Linked DNA regions of Mus musculus: region 2 is linked to region 1. The links are chromatin contacts, called in public promoter capture Hi-C maps. All regions are on one chromosome and are shown on one strand. Each heading gives the region's core, a stretch centred on a gene start, on an enhancer-like site or on the middle of the called end of the contact. The rest is flanking DNA. Distances are from core to core; before and after follow the strand shown. Region 1 overlaps Rxfp2 (relaxin/insulin-like family peptide receptor 2). Region 2 has its middle 22 kb from the start of Gm52797.

Evidence for each region. Promoter capture Hi-C pulls out the DNA fragments that hold promoters and counts their contacts.
Region 2: a promoter capture Hi-C map of hippocampal neurons shows a contact between it and region 1, with 2.9 times the contacts expected there. The contact joins two enhancer-like sites. A contact is called at or near these places in 3 of 39 promoter capture datasets (embryonic stem cells, hippocampal neurons and stem cell-derived epiblast-like cells) and 4 of 484 Hi-C or Micro-C datasets (Sertoli cells, embryonic stem cells and muscle stem cells).

Annotation. Positions count from the first base shown.
Region 1 is chr5:150,024,360-150,029,066 of GRCm38.p6, forward strand. The region is part of intron 1 of Rxfp2 (relaxin/insulin-like family peptide receptor 2); the gene reads left to right. Among named protein-coding and RNA genes, the nearest start is that of Rxfp2, 8.0 kb to the left of the region's middle. Within about 2 kb of position 2,517, at least 18 of the 459 cell types and tissues checked have an H3K27ac peak or open chromatin away from gene starts, as enhancers often do. A contact at or near this core is called in hippocampal neurons and muscle stem cells, where this site is marked.
Region 2 is chr5:150,150,762-150,156,127 of GRCm38.p6, forward strand. It overlaps a transcript of Fry not described here. Among named protein-coding and RNA genes, the nearest start is that of Gm52797, 22 kb to the left of the region's middle. Within about 2 kb of position 1,895, at least 59 of the 459 cell types and tissues checked have an H3K27ac peak or open chromatin away from gene starts, as enhancers often do. A contact at or near this core is called in hippocampal neurons and muscle stem cells, where this site is marked.

The sequences.
Region 1 (4,707 bases), core at 1,267-3,766:
AGTTCCTACAGAGGCCAGAAGATGGCGCTAGATCCAGATCTTGGGGTTACAGGTGGTTGTGTCCCAATAAGAGAGTGCTGGCAACTGAACCCAGGTCCTCTGGAAAAGCAGCCAATTCCCTTAACTACTGAACTGGCGCTTCATCCCCAAGTCATTAAAAAAAAAAAAAAGACTATGGTAATTTTTGTTATACAATCTGTGTATATCTGGATTGAACTGACCTGGATCATTTATCATGTTAATTCTATTTGTAAATCATTTTATTATTTTAATTTTGGAGGTGATGGAGACAAATATTTGGCAAAGGAATTACTAACCCCACACTAACAATATACAGCCTCTTAATGGGTAGTAATTCAAAACTTTGAATATGCAAGTTTACCTGCCTGACAGCCTTAATGGTAATTGTCATTCCAATCCTATAGGAGAAATTAATCATGTCAAAACAGATGTCTAGCAAAAGGTAGCTTTGTTATCTGAGTCTCCTTGTCTCTCTCATTCCTCATCTACATCTTTGTGTCTTTTTTTGTTTTGTTTTGTTTTGGTTTGGTTTTGTTTGTTTGTTTGTTTTTCTCGAGACAGGGTTTCTCTGTATAGCCCTGGCTGTCATGGAGCTCACTTTGTAGACCAGGCTGGCCTTGAACTCAGAAACCCTCTTGACTCTGCCTCCCGAGTGCTGGGATTAAAGGTGTGCGCCACCACGCCCGGCTAACGTCTTTGTGTCTTAGGTAGAGACCGTCTGCTTAGCCACTGCTTGTATCTCCAACTCTCATTTAAGGGGGAAAGCACTGCCTTGGTCTGCACCCAGGGCTCTGTCCACTATACCGCTGAACTGCAGTCCCGACCTCCCATTCACAGTTCCTCTGAGTCAGTCCGTTTCAACGGACGTAGGACGTACCTAACCCTGTACGTATTTCTATACCCAACTCCCTTTTATGTAAGTGAGGGAGATACTTTAAAACGTGGAAGCTTGGTTCTCTTCCAGGGATGTAAATGAGCGATTTTTGCCTGAGGTAAGATGGCACAGACTTGACTTAAAACTGTGAAGATGGGAAGATCAGAGGGGGGCGTGTCTTGGGGAGCTCAGGGAAAGCTAAAGCCATCCACCGGGAAGGATTAGGCACCCTTCCACCGGGTTCACTGACGCCGGGGTCGGTCTGCCTCCTTGATTGTGTAAACTGTGTGTATGGGTTGCTCGCTCACAGAAACAGCCCTGCCTATTCCTGAATATTTCATGCGTCGATGACGACTTCTGAGATACATGTCACGTGCTAGAAATCGAGAACTTTCCTTGCCACAGGAACAGTCGAAATGAATAATTTCTTTCCGTCAGGCAAGACTTGTCACACTGTGTGACAAAAACCAAAATCAACTAGAATCGAACACTGCAAGGATTGCCAAGAAAGGACTTTGGAGGTGGTGGTTTGTGAGGGGGGCTCATAATCTGGAGTGCCGGTCTCGGGAAGGCTCGGGGAGATTTCCCCAGAAATGGCTTCAGAAATGAATGTGAAATAAAAAGGGAGTGGAAAAGGGAAACAACATGTATTTCCAATGCAAAGAACAGTGCATAAAAAAAAATCCCAGTATGGGGCTGGAGAGATGGCTCAGTGGTTAAGACCACTGATTGCTCTTCCAGAGGTCTTGAGTTCAATTCCCAGCATCCACATGGTGGCTCACAACCATCTGTAATGGGATCTGAAGCCCTCTTCTGGTGTATCTGAAGACAGTTACACTGTATTCATATAAATAAAATAAATATTAAAAAAAAAATCTCGGTACCTTTCCTTCTGGGAATGTTTTCCTGAAAAGAGACAAGATAGACAGAGAAAGTAAAGGAAGCTGGGCCACCCCACAGTTACCTGGCAACAGCCAGGTTTGCTCTGCCCCACAGTTACCTGGCAATAGCCAGGTAGGCCTGGCCAGCTATAAAAGGGGCTACTTTCCCCCTCCTCACTCTCTTGTTCTTTTGGGCTCTTCCCATCTTGCTCCCTGTCCCCTTACCCCACCTCCCCATTCCTTTCCCCCTCTCTCCATGTGCTCATGGTCAGCCTCTACTTCTCTATACTCTCTCTCTCTCTCTCTCTCTCTCTCTCTCTCTCTCTCTCTCTCTCTCTCTCTCTCTGTCTCTCTCTCTGCCTTTCTCTGCCTCTACTACCCTCTTAACTCACATCTCCATACCCTGAATAAACTCTATTCTATACTATACTGTCGTGTAACTGGTCCCTCAGGGGGAAGGGATGCCTCAGCATGGGCCCGCTGAGACACCCCTTCCCCCACACTTTGCCACACCTCCATAGAACATGTCCTTTTCTCTTTCTCTTTTATAAACACATCAGAAATCACTTTGGCACTTTTCCAGACTGTGTAGTATGCCGCTGAGGGATCCCCACGCTATCTTTTGCACTTCTTCCCTTTCACAGACATTTAGGTCGTTCCCAGTTTGGGACTGTGGTGAGTGGTGCTTTTGAGAATGTTCTGGCAGCAGGGATGGGGGTGGAGAGCGGGGGGTGCGGGGGTGTGGGGGTGTCTTCGGGCGCACTTTGCACACATTTCTGCAGACTCAGAGAGAGCCTGATGATGCATACACTTTGCAAAGCTCCAAGCTCAGCAGATGGCGAGCTGCTGTTTTCCAAAGCCGGTGTTCTCTTGAACATTCCCAGGAGTGTATTAGGGCTTGCGTGACTTCATGTCCAGCCCAAATTGTGTGTCACTGCTTTTAAAATCCTAAGGAGGGCTGGAGAGAAGGTTCCCGGGTTAAAGAGCTTGCTACTCTTCCAGAGGATCTTGGTTTAGTTACCAATACCTACACGGTGGTTCACAGGCACCTGTAACTCCAGTTCCAGGGACCCAGTGCCCTCCTTCCTCTCTAAGGCCCCCTATCTCACTTCCACGCCTATTGTCTTTCATCTCGCGGAGTGTTTTAACCCAGGTCCGCCCTGGAACGGCAGGAACTATCTGCTGAAGCCTGGTGGGTCCCGTTGGGTACATAACTGTAAACAATCTACCCATAACCTGTCCCAGAATCTACCCGAAACCAGCAGTTTATCTGGGAGAGGTGGGGCCCCCAGGGGTTCCTCCCCAATCTATGATTGATTGTTGACAGGTTCAGTCTTGCGCATGCCCAGTGCAGGCAACCACAGCTGCTGGACAATTGTGTTTACAAAGTCTGAGTCGTGCCCTGCAGAGTGTTTTAAGCCCTCCTCCCTGTCTTCCAGCCCTTACCTTCTAGTTCCTCAAGCTTTTTCCTTGTTTCCACTATTTAGTTACATCATTGGTTTTTCTCAAGGATAGCATACACATAAACATCTTGTAGGACGTGCTTTAGGTCTATCCCTAGGTACGTAGCTGTTGATGATGTTAGAAGGAGGAGGAGGAGGAGGAGGAGGAGGAGGAGGAGGAGGAGGAGGAGAAAGGAGAAGAGAAGGAGGAGGAGGAGAAGAGAAGGAGAAGGAGAAAGGAGAAAGGAGAAGAAAGGAGAAAGGAGAAAGAAAGGAGAAAGAAAGGAGAAAGAAAGGAGAAAGAGGAGAAAAGGAGAAAGGAGAAAGGAGAAAGGAGAAGGAGAAAGAAGAAGAAGAAGAAGAAGAAGAAGAAGAAGAAGAAGAAGAAGAAGAAGAAGAAGAAGAAGAAGAAGAAGAAGAAGAAGAAGAAGAAGAAGAAGAGAAGCAGCAGCATGTTTGGTCATCTTACTTTCTAATTGTTTGCTGATTCGCTACATCTGGCTGTGGAGAAAATCTTGCTTCTCTCATTATTGTTCCAGCACTTTCCGGTTTACAGTCACCATCCATAGACGGCAACACTTGTAACCCCTCTTCTGGTATTCATTACACTGTCTCGGCCTCTTGATTACCTCTGTTAGGTTAGTGGTCCGCTACAATATTGAACAGGCACTAGCAAGCATCGTTGCCTTCGGAAACCTATCACGAAGCAAGCCACAATTTTACAGATTTAAAGCGAGTCGATTGTCTTTACTTTCTGTTCGTATAGTTATTTGGAAGCCAGGGTCCAGGAGTTCCACCCCTGGAGGCCCTCTTGTCAGGGAAGTTGTAGGCAAGTGACAAACGAGGGGACTATCTGCCTGAGTTAAAACGAGAGGCCTGACCTCCGCTGAGAATTCCAGTCACATTTTCAGACTGTTTTCTCACACAACACTGCAAACACTGTGTTCCGAAGGCCTGCTGTCAGGGAAGAGGAGCTTCCCACCAGCCCCTCCTGATCATGGCTGCTAGCTAGAGTCTCAGGAAGCAGACACAATCCTTTGGAAGGACTGACTTTTCTTCCCTGGGGGGAGCCTTTCTAATGTTTGGATAATAGAATACTATTTTTCTAATGAATCAATATGAAATGTAAGGTGACAGAGATTTTAGAGCACCTTGTCAAAAGCTAAAATATTAATGATGCCTGCAAGTTCCTGTAAATCTTTCCATTTGTTGTTCAAAGAAATGCAAAAACCTAGAAAGCTCTGACCTTCAGGACACTGCCCTACCTCACAATTATTATTCTTTTATTTAAAAAAAAAAAAAAAAGCACCGGGCGTGGTGGTGCACGCCTTTAATCCCAGCACTCGGGAGGCAGAGGCAGGCAGATTTCTGAGTTTGAGGCCAGCCTGGTCTACAAAGTGAGTTCCAGGGCAGCCAGGGCTATAAAGAAAAACCCTGTCTCGAAAAACCAAAAAAAAAAAAAAAAAAAAAAAGTAAACAAGTCAAGGAG
Region 2 (5,366 bases), core at 645-3,144, 130 kb after region 1:
GTGACTGAAGACCTGTGACTGGTACCCACCTCTTAGAACTTCTGCCATTTCCAAATATCACCTCCCTGGATATCAGCTGTCTAATACATTGGTTTTGTGCTGACGTTTAAAATCCAAATTATAGCCGTGCAGTGGTAGCTCACACCTTTAATCCCAGCACTCGGGAGGTAGAGGCAGGCAGATCTCTAAGTTCGAGGCCAGCCTGGTTTACAGAGTGAGTTCCAGGACAGCCAGGAACTCTGGCTTTCCAGAAACCCTGTCTCAAAACAAACAAATAAACAAACAATCCAAATCATATAAAGGAGACAAAGATCTTTTAGTAAGCGATACATTAGCTGGTTGTAGGACTGAGACCCAGCTGTGCTGGTCTCCTCAGCCAAGTCATGTTGCTTTGAGGCAAGGACAGAAGAGCACTGTGGTAGTCTGGCTTGGCAGGAACATGGCTGACTGCTGAGGGAGATCAGGAGAGCTGCATCACCGCTTTGTGTGCGCTGATGACATGTCAAAGTGGCGTCCTCTTATAGCTAGAATAACAGTAATTAATAACTAACATCCTGGGTGCACACACCAATGCACAGCCTCCTGGGGAAAGACAGTGTTATCTTTGCAAGAAAGTGAGGCTCAGAAATATTAATTAAATGATTTCCCCGAGTCACGTAGTAGTTATCAGCCTCCACTCGAAGCACCTTCGTACCGTGTGTTATGAATTCATGTGCTTGGCTGTCTTGTTTCCACACACTGTCATGCATGTAAAGTCAGAGCCCGTGGTAGGATCCATTAAGTGAAGAATGCACATCACCCATGTGCATGAGGGGAATAAAGTCCACTGAACTAGAAGCTTCCAGAGTCTGATGAAATACTCCTACTTGCTTTGATAATTGTCCAGACCTATGCTTGAGAGAACACGGAGAGAAAGAAAGACTGCACTATCCCAAAGCCCTTCCAAAACATAGCTGATCTGTGTTGGCTGAATTCACACACTTGGTCCCTCCCTCACTGATGCGGGGTGTCTTCAAGCTGGATTCACAGACTGCTAGTCCCCTACCTTGCAGACTCAGGGTGTCTTCAGGTGGGAAGCGCTTATGGTGGTTGCCTTGTTGAACCTCCCAACTCTTCAAAACTGTGACTTAGCTGAGAGGCTCCAAGAACATGTTCTTGAATGTGAGAGACTCGGAGATTTTTTTTTTAAATGTCACTTTTTCTACGCCTGAAGCTTTGAGGGAGGAGCAGATGTGAATACTTGGATTCCTATTCGACAGTCACAATGAACACGTTTGAAGGGGATGCCAGACAAACGGACAAGGGTGGGCCCAACGATAAACTGGTAAGCCGAGTGAGCATGCACAATTGTGTGTGATGGGAACAGGTGGGCAAGCTGCAGGCCACTGAATAGAAAGGCCACTGAAGGCTTGCATGTCTGTGCAGAGTAAGCCCTCGACATCGCTCACCCCTCCCCCTCGCTCACACCGTGGGAGGTGCCGGGAGGTCCTTCGAGGACACTCGGCCCTTCTCATTCCATCCATAGCATGGCATTTGTTTAAACAGAGCGTGAGAATGGAAGGGAGGGAGAGATGGACACACAACTGCTCCTCCTTTCCTACCCAGGAGGCTTCACGGCTTTTCCTGCTGTAACCTTACCCCTACCCCATAAACCTCAGCTCCGGAGACCAGTCTCAGAAACGCACTCTGTACAAGGGCTGAGGTTAGCTGTGCTGCTCCGGTGCTGTTCTCAGCATCCTTGGGAGGGGAGCACATAGCACCCTCAAGTGATGTGCTGCCCCTGTCTCCTCTTCTACTTGCTGAGGCCAAGGCTCAGAGAAGCGTGAATGGCCTGAGCTCACAGACCCAATAGAGGAGCCGAGGCTCAGGTCCAAGTCCTCTTACCACCCTCTAGCTCAGACTTTTTGCCTTTGTCCTCGGCTTTCTTGGCCACAGAACCCTGGCTTCCACGTCCTCCCTGTGCTCAGTCCTCCTGCCAAATTCTCCCCAATTCCCACAGTGTTTGAGCTGACTGTCTTCGACGAGACTTGCCAGTTTTAACAGCGTATTATCATCATTTATACAACACGGGGCATGCAAGCAGAGTTTTGGGGGGTTTTGGTTTTTTTTTTTTTTTTTTTTTTTGCTCCTTGGCACTGTGTCTCCCATGGTGCCACTTGTGAGGTCTGCCATCTGCAGACAAGAAGCAGGAGGTGCCTCTGACGAGAGCTGTTGGGAATCAAGGATGTTCTGGAGTACACATTTGCTGACAGTCAGAGCTGAGAACGATGGGTTCCTGGGTTTGTTAAATTCGAGCAGATCCCTGCTCGGTCCTGCCCATCTGTCCACCCCCCACCCCACACGTCTGCGCCTCAACCTCCCAGGACCTCTGCTGCTCAGGAGTTGCGAGTGTCACACTTTTGTCAGAATTCTTGTTCAATCTGTTTCCTGTTGGCAGAGTTGAAGCTTCCACGGATCCTTGACGGCAGATGGCAGGGCTACCTCTGCCTCATTTCCCTCCACAGTCACACCGAAAGATCATCTTGATGTCAGCTGTTCTTGAATGACACAGACTGACACACCACACGGACTTCAAAACGCTGTGTGAAATGCTCTCCTAGGCTGTTAATCCTGCCAGGAATGCCCACTCCCCTGTCCTTCTGTCTGTCAAATCCCTCTGTCTGTCTCTGTAAGGGTCTGAAAATCTTGATGAATGAAGACCCCAGACTCAGATAGTATTCAAAATCAAAGAGTGTTTATTCTGCAGAAATATCCAACATGCTGGGGAGGGAGATCAACCATTCTCTAAAATGGCGGCCATAGACAAAGGCGCATAGGCAGGCCTTCATATAGGGAACCAGAGGAACTCTGTCGGATTAGGTAATCTAAAATTTCATTGGTGGGTGCTAGGGGGTCACAGGAGGTCAGTGGTCTGCACTCCCATGTCATGAACATTCAACCGTAGGATGAGATAGGGCTGCCCAGCGTGGATGGCCCATTCTGAGATACGACCTCTTCCTCGCCTCTCAGGCCATGACCAAGAACACATCCTGATCACATCTTGATCCAGTTTGGGGCAGAAGAGACTTGCTTTGAGAAATGAACCCATTGCTGTCATCTCCCCCTATGTGCCACCCTTAAACATATTTCCGGGTGTGTTGCTCAAGAACTTTATATTTTTCTCTTTAACCGTTTCCTAACCACTGGGTCTGAGCTCTATTGGCACCGTGTTTCAAAAATCTTTCTACCAAAATAAAATGCCAATAAGTTAGTAATTAGGCAGGGGCCAGGAGAAAGAAGCTGGGGCTCCCAATTTGTGAATAAAATTATTTACCGCTATTCACCATACAGCCCTACACAGGACATCTAATTTGAGTGCCTGTGCTACCATTAGGCAGCCATAGGCAGAATAAGCGTGTTTGAGGTCAGCCTAGATTTACACGAATGCTGCCTGTTAAGGAACAAGACTAGCAGATGGCTCAGATGTCACTGTCTCCATCCTCTCTCACAGCAAAGATCTTAGCAAGTCTGCAAGATTGCTCTTGTGTCCTGCTTCAGAAAGCCACAGACTGTTGCCCTCCATAGGGAAATCATAGGTTTTCTATAATATACTTCCTCGAAAAAAGTACCAAAGTCAGACTGCCTTGACCCATTGTCTGCCTACCGCAGCCTAAGGGGGTGGATTTCCCTGGACCCGTGTGGAGAGGACATACTGACACCGTCCCTGGCATATCCTGCTGGGCCTGATGCTCTATGGCCTCTGCTCTAAGAGATGTGCTCGAGTCTCTTGCCGAAATACAGAAAGGCCACAGAGAAGTGGTCCTGCGTCACCACGTCATGCTGCCCACTGCCAAGCAAAGCCTCCCTCACTCCCAGGATGCACTGGCCCCTCAGAGGGTGGCATGAAGCTGTATCGTACCCCACCACTTCAGCTTCTGTAGCATGGCCATCTGATGCTGCCCACATGGTCTGGAAGAGGATCTAGAAGCCACTTTAAATTCTGAGGGCAACATCCCTTAAGTGCATAGTCCCTGGGAATGGAGGAACTTCCTCTGGTCCAGCCTCCTGCCTGTATCCGGGCACCCCACTTATCAGGCCCCTCTGCCCCGTCTTCCATCTGGTCTTGGTCAACTTTTGTTGTCTCCCAAAAAGACTTCCTGCTTTCAAAAAGGCTATTGGGTACAGTTTTAAGCCCATTACACTCAGGCTGGGTCATTATGTTCCAAATGTCAGCACATGAGGGACATGAGATAGTATCCCTCCTCTCCCCTATGTAGCCTGTGCCTAGGTTTGGGTCAGTCCAATTGTGCAGACTGAGAAACTTGTAAGTGAGGGGAGGAATCTCACTCTGTCCTCTGAGTTTCTCCCAAGTCACGTAACTGTTTATGTTTGGTAAATTGTTTGTCACTGAAGATACATTGCTCATAAGTAAATATTTGGAGAAAAATGCCTTCTCACTTTCCATACAGAAGTAATTTATAGAGAAAAGGTGAAGAGATATAATCTGTAATTTGGCTAGTACAGTTAATCCCATACAGAGAGACCATGATGTGACCGACCATAGCGTCACCCGTTTGTATGGCGACACAGAGTTAGAGCCTCGTCATCACTTTTAATGAAAGGTGGAATGGAGCAGAAAAGAAGAGGAAAACATGTGTGCTTTATGCTTCCAAAACTAAGTGTAGCTTCGTGAAGCTGTGTGCTTGCTCTCTCTGTGTGTGCGCATGCGTGTGTTCACTTACGCATGATCATTTGTGCGCATCCCACAGGTACTGGGGCTTTGTGTCTAAACCACAGCTCACCCTGAGCCTCAATCGAGCAAAGGCTGAGAGCTGCCTCTCAGGGGCCCCTCGGCCTCGGACCAGCAACCTCTGTAACTACTTCCTCTGGCCACTTTGGATACCACTTCCCTTTCTCCAGCTGAACTTTCAAACCATTTTTCCCCCTTCAGAGCCAAGTCATGCATTCCTGACTGGTTGTGCCATCTTGTTGAGCTCTTGTTTTTGGAGGGGAGTTTTCAGAAATAGTGATAGGCAAACACTAGATAAATGACATTCCTGGTTTCCACTTGCATGCAAATGGTGCCTTGCTGCTATTTTTAAGTGTTGCTCAATTTAATGTGGTATTCTGCTGCCCGCTTGCATGCCTGTAACCGTGTATAAGGTATGGAACCCTGACTGAGTGTATGCCTGTAATTACGTGTAAGGCAGGCTGGTGCTGTGGTATAGAACTCTGATGAAGATTTGCAAATATCTGTCTGCCTTTGTGTTACTTTAGATAGGCCAATAACAGTAATGCTGGGTAATGTTGCAGAATTGCTGTCCTCACTACTACATTTCTCTTTCAGAGCTGTGCTAGTTCGATGAGAAATGTCACCAGTAAACGTG